Regions from separate parts of the Callithrix jacchus genome. Here region 1 is linked to region 2. Evidence: chromatin contacts called from public Hi-C data. All regions are on one chromosome and are shown on one strand. The core of a region is the stretch at or near the end of the contact, and the rest is flanking DNA. Distances in the headings are between cores, read along the strand shown.

What was found. Hi-C and Micro-C count contacts between places; a contact is called where the count stands out from the background.
Region 1: a Hi-C map of skeletal muscle shows a contact between it and region 2, with 4 times the contacts expected there. The contact joins the enhancer-like site here to the promoter of SNRNP70 in region 2. A contact is called at or near these places in 2 of 3 Hi-C or Micro-C datasets (both in skeletal muscle).

The regions. Positions count from the first base shown.
Region 1 is chr22:43,012,716-43,016,439 of calJac240_pri, forward strand. It overlaps TRPM4 (transient receptor potential cation channel subfamily M member 4), which reads left to right. Exons shown (of 25, transcript XR_013530834.1): 21 at 611-854; 22 at 1,086-1,218; 23 at 1,433-1,505; 24 at 1,593-1,698; 25 at 1,917-2,251. Among named protein-coding and RNA genes, the nearest start is that of TRPM4, 44 kb to the left of the region's middle. Within about 2 kb of position 1,431, at least 16 of the 16 cell types and tissues checked have an H3K27ac peak or open chromatin away from gene starts, as enhancers often do. A contact at or near this core is called in skeletal muscle, where this site is marked.
Region 2 is chr22:42,899,065-42,902,751 of calJac240_pri, forward strand. SNRNP70 (small nuclear ribonucleoprotein U1 subunit 70) reads left to right here and starts at 2,068. Exons shown (of 10, transcript XM_078359391.1): 1 at 2,068-2,261; 2 at 3,044-3,200. The coding sequence starts at 3,054.

The DNA of each region.
Region 1 (3,724 bases), core at 181-2,680, 110 kb after region 2:
AAACACCAGAAATGAGACATAACTTCACATATGCAGCCTCAAGCTCCTGGGCTGAAGTGATCCTCCCGCCTAAGCCTCCTAAGTAGCTGGGACTACACTTACGTGTCACCACACCTGGGTGATTTTATTTTTAAATTTTATTTATTTATTTATTTATGATGGAGTCTCCCTCTGTCACCAGGCTGGAGTGTAGTGGCGCAATCTCGGCTCACTGCAGCTTCCGCCTCCCAGGTTCAAGCGATTCTCCTGCCTCAGCCTCCCAAGCAGCTGGGACTATAGGCGCGTGCCAGCACACCCGGCTAATTTTATGTATTTTTAGTAGAGATGGGGTTTCACCATCTTGGCCAGGCTGGTCTAGAACTCTTGACCTCAGGTAATCCACCCACCTCAGTCTCCCAAAGTACTAGGATTACAGGCGTGAGCCACAGTGCCCTGCCCTAACCTGACTTCTGATCGCATCCTGTAACCTGTGACTTTAGTGATCTTGACTTTTGTCCGCTGCGATGGACTTTGAACAATTATTACCTGGCATCCAACCTTGCCCCCCACCCCTCCGGGGGCAGGGCTCTGACCTGAAGTGACCTTTGACTTTGACCTCTCGCCTCTGCAGCTACACGTTCGGCAAAGTACAGGGCAACAGCGACCTCTACTGGAAGTCGCAACGCTACCGCCTCATCCGGGAATTCCACTCTCGGCCCGCGCTGGCCCCGCCCCTTATCATCATCTCCCACTCGCGCCTCCTGCTCAGGAAATTGTGCCGGAGCTCCCGGAGCACCCAGGCGGTCATCGGGGATTTCCGTGAGAACAGAGCTTGGCTTAAAAAGGAAAAATACAAGAGACCGGGAGCCTGGAAGGCGAGGGGATGGGGGCATGCCCCTAATGACTAGTGGGCGTGGCCTAAGAGTGAGGGGCGGGGTTAAGCAGCACGGGTCGGTGCTTAAGTACTGAGGGTTGGGCTTACGGGTGAGGAGCGGGGCCTGTTCTCGAAACACCTGGGGACGGGTGTGGGAGAGGGTGCTCTGATGGGGTGGCTGGGCTTGGGAAGGGGCGTGGCCTGAGCTCTCTAACTCTGTCCGCCCCTGCAGGAGTCCCTCTTTCTAAGGAAGCCGAGCGGAAGCTGCTGACTTGGGAATCGGTGCAAAAGGAGAACTTCCTGCTGGCACGCGCTCGGGACAAGCGGGACAGCGACTCCGAGCGTCTGAAGCGCACGTCGCAGAAGTGAGGGGTGGGCCTGGTCGGGGGCGGGGCTTCTGGCCTTGGGGGATCCCGACGTTCGCCGAGCGGAGAAAAGAGGTGGGGTTTACACGGAGCCGGGAAGAGGGTGGAGCCTGGGGGCAGGGCGCTGGGACGGAGGAAAGAGGCCGGGAAGCAGGCGGAGCTTCGGGCGTGGGTGGGCTGCGGGTGCCCCCAATAAGAGGCCTTCCCTTCGCAGGGTGGACAATGCGCTGAAACAGCTGGGACACATCCGCGAGTACGAACAGCGCCTGAAAGTGCTGGAGCGGGAGGTTAGGGCTTGGGGCCTGGCTGGGGGACTGTGGCGGGGGTCTGGCAGGGGTTCGGTCTCCTGCTCTGACATCCCTCCTGCTCCCCAGGTCCAGCACTGTAGCCGCGTCCTGGGGTGGATGGCCGAGGCCCTGAGCCGCTCTGCCTTGCTGCCCCCAGGAGGGCCGCCACCCCCCGATCTGCCTGGGCCCAAAGGTCAGTGTGTAGGATGAGCCTGTGCATCTCCAGCCTCTGTTCCTGTATTTTTGCGTTTTTCTCTCTCGGCGCCTTTCCAGTGGCCCTGGGTCACTCTTGGTCTCCTTTGGGCATTTTGTCCTCCTGTCTTCGTGTTTCTTCTTTTTTTGCCAGTCCCCCAGTTTTTCTCTCCCCCTTTCCCCGCCAATCACCTGTTCTTTCCTCTGTCTTCCCCCTAGACTGAGCCCTGCTGGCGGACTTCAAGGAGAAGCCCGCTCTAGGGTTTTGCTCCCAGAGTAAGGCTCATCTGGGCCTCCGCCCCTGCACCTGGTGGCCTTGTACTTGAGGTGAGCCCCGCGCCCATCTGGGCCGCTGTCGGGACCACCTTTGGGAGTGTCATCCATACCAACCACAGCATGCAGCTCCTCCCAGAACCAGCCGAAGCCTGGGAGGAGGAAGTCCTGGAGACCCGGCTGTAGTCCAGGGACAGGCTGGAGGGTCCTTGGGGTAACGGGGACCACAGACCCCACTCGCAGATTCCTCACACTGGGGAAATAAAGCCATCTGATGGGAATCGTGTCCGGAGGCTTGATTCTTGGGGGAACTGGTGGGGGACTAGACCCTTCCAGGAGGGGGGCTGGAGCTGGGGTGGTGGGTTTGGGGTTCTTGGTGGGTTTGCTGCTGCTATTTTGGAGTCCCTTTCTTCCTCTCAGGCTTAGTGTTTCTGCCTGACTGAGACCCAGCACCTTCTGTCTGCACGGTTCTGGCAGCTGTCACTTCTGTAGGACAGGACCCCATGTGTACCCCCTCCCACCCAGTTTCAGCTTTCCAGTGGAAAAAGAACTCAGTGATCATAGTGAATTATCTCCTGGAGAGGGGCTGGGCGGGTGTTGTGTACATCTGCTTTGGCAATAGGGAAACGGAGGACGCAAATTTGGATAAATGCATACGTGTCTTTAAAGAGTCTAATTGGTGGGAAATTGCAGGCCAGGCACACGCAGGGGTGGGGCAAATAGGCATGATTATACATGCAGTTTAAATAACTGGTAACAAGCTAAACTGGTAATGACAAGGCTGAACTGACAGCAATTATTAAATAGCAAGAAAGCCACCAACAACCAACACATCCAAGAATCAAACGCAAAACATCCTTCCTCCCAATTGGAGGAGAGCCAAGTATCTGTCACTGTGGGTGCAGAGTAGCTCTGAAACATTGCCAAGTGTGGTGCCACGACCGGGACTTCTCTGGAAGATGCTGTTAGTTCTCACCAGCCCAAGTAGTAGTAAAGTGGTAATCACCTTAATGAGGATGGCACAGCAGCAGCTTCCTCCCTCCCTCCCTCACTCCCTCCCTCCCTCCTTCCTCCCTCCATCCCTCACTCCCTCCTCCATCCCTCCCTTCCTCCTTCCTCCCTCCCTCCCTCACTCCCTCCCTCCTTCCTTCCTCTGTCCCTCCCTCCCTCCTCCCTCCATCCCTCACTCCCTCCTCCCTCCGTCCCTCCCTCCTCCCTCCATCCCTCACTCCCTCCCTCGTTCCTTCATCCCTCCCTTCTTCCTTCATCCCTCCCTCCTTCCTTTCTCCCTCCTTCCCTCCCTCCATCTCTCCCTCCGCTCTCCCTCCTCTCTGCCCTGCTCCTTTCTTCCTTCCTTCTTTCCTTCCTCCCTCCCTCACTCCTTCCTCCCTCCCTCCCTCCTTCTCTCCTTCCTCCTGTCTCCCTTCCTCCCTTCTGTAGGGCTGAGGGCCCCACAGGGTCATGGGGTGAGCCTTATGCTGTGCTGAGGTGCAGGATCTGAGAAATAAAGAGACAGGACACAGAAGTACAAGGAAAACCCAGCTGAGCTCAGGGGGCCACACCACCTATGAGCGGATTCAGGCAAGGCCCTGAATGTCCAGAAGCGTGAGTATTTATTGTGCATAGGTTAGGGGGCAGGGCAGTGAGTGAAATCATCTTTAAGGATAGTGATAGGGTCATGAGCAATGAAACATGGGGTCACCCCGATTAGGTCACCTAGGCCAGGAGGTGGACAGTGCGCAACAAGGGGCCAG
Region 2 (3,687 bases), core at 818-3,317:
TTTGCTGCTTTTTACTGTTCCCACCGTTTGCAGCTATTTTACAGAGGCACTCTGTGAGCCCTCCTTCCATTGCCGTCCCCCCCAGCAACTGGGTGTCCGTACTAAGTTTGGCTTCCATATGGTAACCTCCCAGGAGCGGGAGACTACCAGGTTGCCTGGCAAGGGGTGAACTAGCCTAAGGCTGGAAATGGAGCGGGTCAAAACTCCTGATCGACGTGAGTGGGATCATGGCAGTGAATAGCCACTGTACACCGCCTGGGTGACACAGCGAATAGCCACTGCACACCAGCCTGGGTGACACAGTGAAACCCTGTCTCTGGAAAATAAATACATACATAAATAGGAAGCAGCACAGCAGAAAAGTTTGGAAAAATCACAAACTGGCAACGTGGAAGAGAAGAAAGAGCATTTGTTTTGAGATAGAGTCTCACTCTGTAGCCCAGGCTGGAGTGCAGTGGTGTGATCTTAACTCACTGCAACCTCCGTCTCCTGGGTCCTGGTTCAAGCAATTCTCCTACCTCAGCCTCCCAAGTAGCTGGGATTACAGGTAGGAGCCACCATGCCCAGCTAATTTTTGTATTTTTTAGTAGAGACAGGGTTTCACCATGTTGGTCAGCCTGGTCTTGAACTCCTTACCTCATGATCCACCCACCTCAGCCTCTCAAAGTGTTAGGATTACAGGCATGAGCCAATGCACTTGGCATTTTTTTTTTTTTTTTTTTTTTGGAAAGTGAGTCTCAATTTGTTGCCCAGACTGGAGTGAAATGGCACGATCTCAGCTCACTGCAATCTCTGCCTCCTAGGTTAAAGCGATTCTCCTGCCTCAGCCTCCTGAGTTGCTGGCCTTTTTCTTGAAAATTAGTCATTTGAATTTTGCAATAATTTCTATAGTTATTAAACAGGCTATTGAATCCATCCACAAAACTTAAAATGCAATACTTAACAACAGGGCCTTAAATAAAATAAATGCCAGCTCTCTGATCTCACGGCCAACAACCTGAGATTCCTGCCATCTGGTCCCAGTTCAGGACCTTTGCGCCTGCTGTTAACCCTCCCCGTCCCCCGATCTTGCTTCTATCTGGCCTTTGTTCAAATGACACTTCAGAGGAGCCTTCCGTTATCACCCTTTATAAAATGGCCTCACTCTCACTTCCCATCCCTTTACTCTGCTCTGTCCTTCTTTATTATGCTGGTCACCATCTCAAATTATTATTATTATTTTAAGATAGAGTGTCGCTCTTGTCACCCAGGCTGGAGTGCAATGGCGGTGATCTCTGCTCAGGGCAACCTCTGGCTCCTGGGTTCAAGCGATTCTTCTGCCTCAGCCTCCAGAGTAGCTGAGGTTACAGGCTCACACCACCATGCCCGGCCAATTTTTGTATTTTTTTGTAGAGACGGGGTTTCACCATGTTGGCCATGCTGGTCTCGAACAATTGATCTCGGGTGATCCGCCTGCCTCGGCCTCCCAAGTGATGGGATTACAGGAGTGAGCCACCGGGCCCAGCCCTTAAACTATCTTTATTCAGTCAAGCGCTTTTATTGTCTCCCTCAGTACAATGTAAGCCCAAGCAGGAGAAGACTTTGCTTTAGTCACGTGCTGTAGCCCCCAAAGCCCAGACAGTGCCTAGCACATACGAGATGCTCGATGAGCAGTTGATTGAATAGATTAGACATCAACGCAATCAGGCTATTCACTTAGGGACTCTTTGCTAGGCGGCGGAGAGGTACGTTACAGTACTCTACACAACACGCATGCGCGAAAAAAATCAGGGAAGTGTGATCGGGAAAGGGGCGGAGCGTCAGAGAGAGTCTCGTGGACATAGGCGGTTCGGAGCGGAAAGCGGCAGGTGGAGGGGCGGCTTGGGGCTGAGCGCGCGCGCGCAGCGCAGACGCCAGCTCCAGGAGACTGAGGTACTCAAGGTGCCCGAAGGCGGGGTAGTGACCTCGCGCGTGCGCTTTGCCAGCGACGGCTCCTGGGCCTGGTGTGTGGGTAGGTCTTGGCCTCTCGCGGCGCATGCGCAGTGCTGACGGCGGAGGGATTTCAGGTCGAGACCCACCCCCTGCTCCAGTCGGTAGCTGAGGCCGCGCGGGTTGTTGAGCAGCGGCCTTGTGCGCTCGCTGCGCGGGCAAGGGAGTCAGGCAGACGCGGACGCCGTCGGAGTGGAAGCCAAAGCGGAAGTTCTTGTTGCTGAGGGGCCGCCGCAGCCGCCCCGAGCCTCCGGACCGACGCCAGACCCAGGAGGGCGCCGCGCGGCGAGTGAGTGTGGCCGAGTGGTCCGGGGTGCTGGGCCGCTACCCACAAGCCCCTGCGGTGGGCCCCGGTACTTTTACCTGCAGCCAGGCCCCTTTGCCGCGTCCCCTGCTGCAGGTCCCTTCTGCATCCCTTTCCCGAAACCCGAGCCCTCTGCGCACCCACGCCTGCTTCCCGTAGCGTCCTAGGTCCCCTACCCACAGGCCCTTGCGGTGTATGGCCTTTTTTCTTTTTCGTCTTTCCATGTTGTCCTGGACCTTTACCCATAATTCCTTTCGTCTTGGGGGCGCCCAGGTCTGTTACCCACAGGCGCTTGGCTTTGGGGCTTCGCTGCTTATGTTTCTCTTTGCCCGGAGACTTCAGACCTCCAGGCCTCTGCAAACCGCATCTCATAATTTGTCCTCCAAGATACGAGACGAGCAGCCAGCCACAACTGCTCTGTGCCTCCTTTCTCGGGTCCTTGATTCCCCCAGAAATCCCCAGGGAAGCTCTCCGCCACACAGCTCGTGGGTCAGGACTCTGAGACCTCACTGCTCAGGAACCCTTTTCCAGCCTTTGTTTTTTGTTTCCTTTACGGGCCTGATTTTCACCTCCACCCCCACCAAGAGATGCCCTTTTCTCTTCTAGCGTAGGACGGTTCTCTGCCCTTTCAGAGCCTCTTCGAATTCCGAGACTTTACTCCTGTTTTCTCTCTTTTTCTTTTTTTTTTTTTTTTTGAGAGTCAGGGGACAAATAGGGGCTTTCTCTGTGCAGACCCAATCTAACCTAAGGCTGTCCTGCTTCTGCTCTCAGACTTGGCAAGATGACCCAGTTCCTGCCGCCCAACCTTCTGGCCCTTTTTGCCCCCCGTGACCCTATCCCATACCTGCCACCCCTGGAGAAACTGCCACATGAAAAACACCACAATCAACCTTACTGTGGCATTGCGCCGTACATTCGAGAGTTTGAGGTGAGTTCACTGAGCAGGCCAGGAATGGTTTGGGTTGTGGGGTGCAAGGATTGGATCTGGGAGTCCAGCCTCTGACTGGATTTGCTAGCTGTGTGATTTAAGCGACTGGCTTCATCTTTGTGATCCTCAGTTTCCCTGTTTTAAATGGGGTTGGAGCCAGGTGTGGTCGAGTGCACCTGTAGTTCCAGCTACTCAGGAGGCTGAGGTGGGAGGATTGCTTGAGCCCAGGAGTTGGAGGCTGGATTGCTTTGTGATTGCGCCACTATACTCCGGCCTCGGTGACAGAACAGGACCTCATCTCTTAAAAAAAATTTTTTTTTTTTTTTTTTTAAAGTGGACTTGTGGCCAGGTGCGGTAGCTTATGCTTGTAATTTCCAGTACTTTGGGAGGCTGAGGCGGGTGGATCACCTGAGGTCAGGAGTTCAAGACCAACCTGGCCAACATGATGAAATCCTGTCTCTACTAAAAATAGGAAAATTAGCTGGGC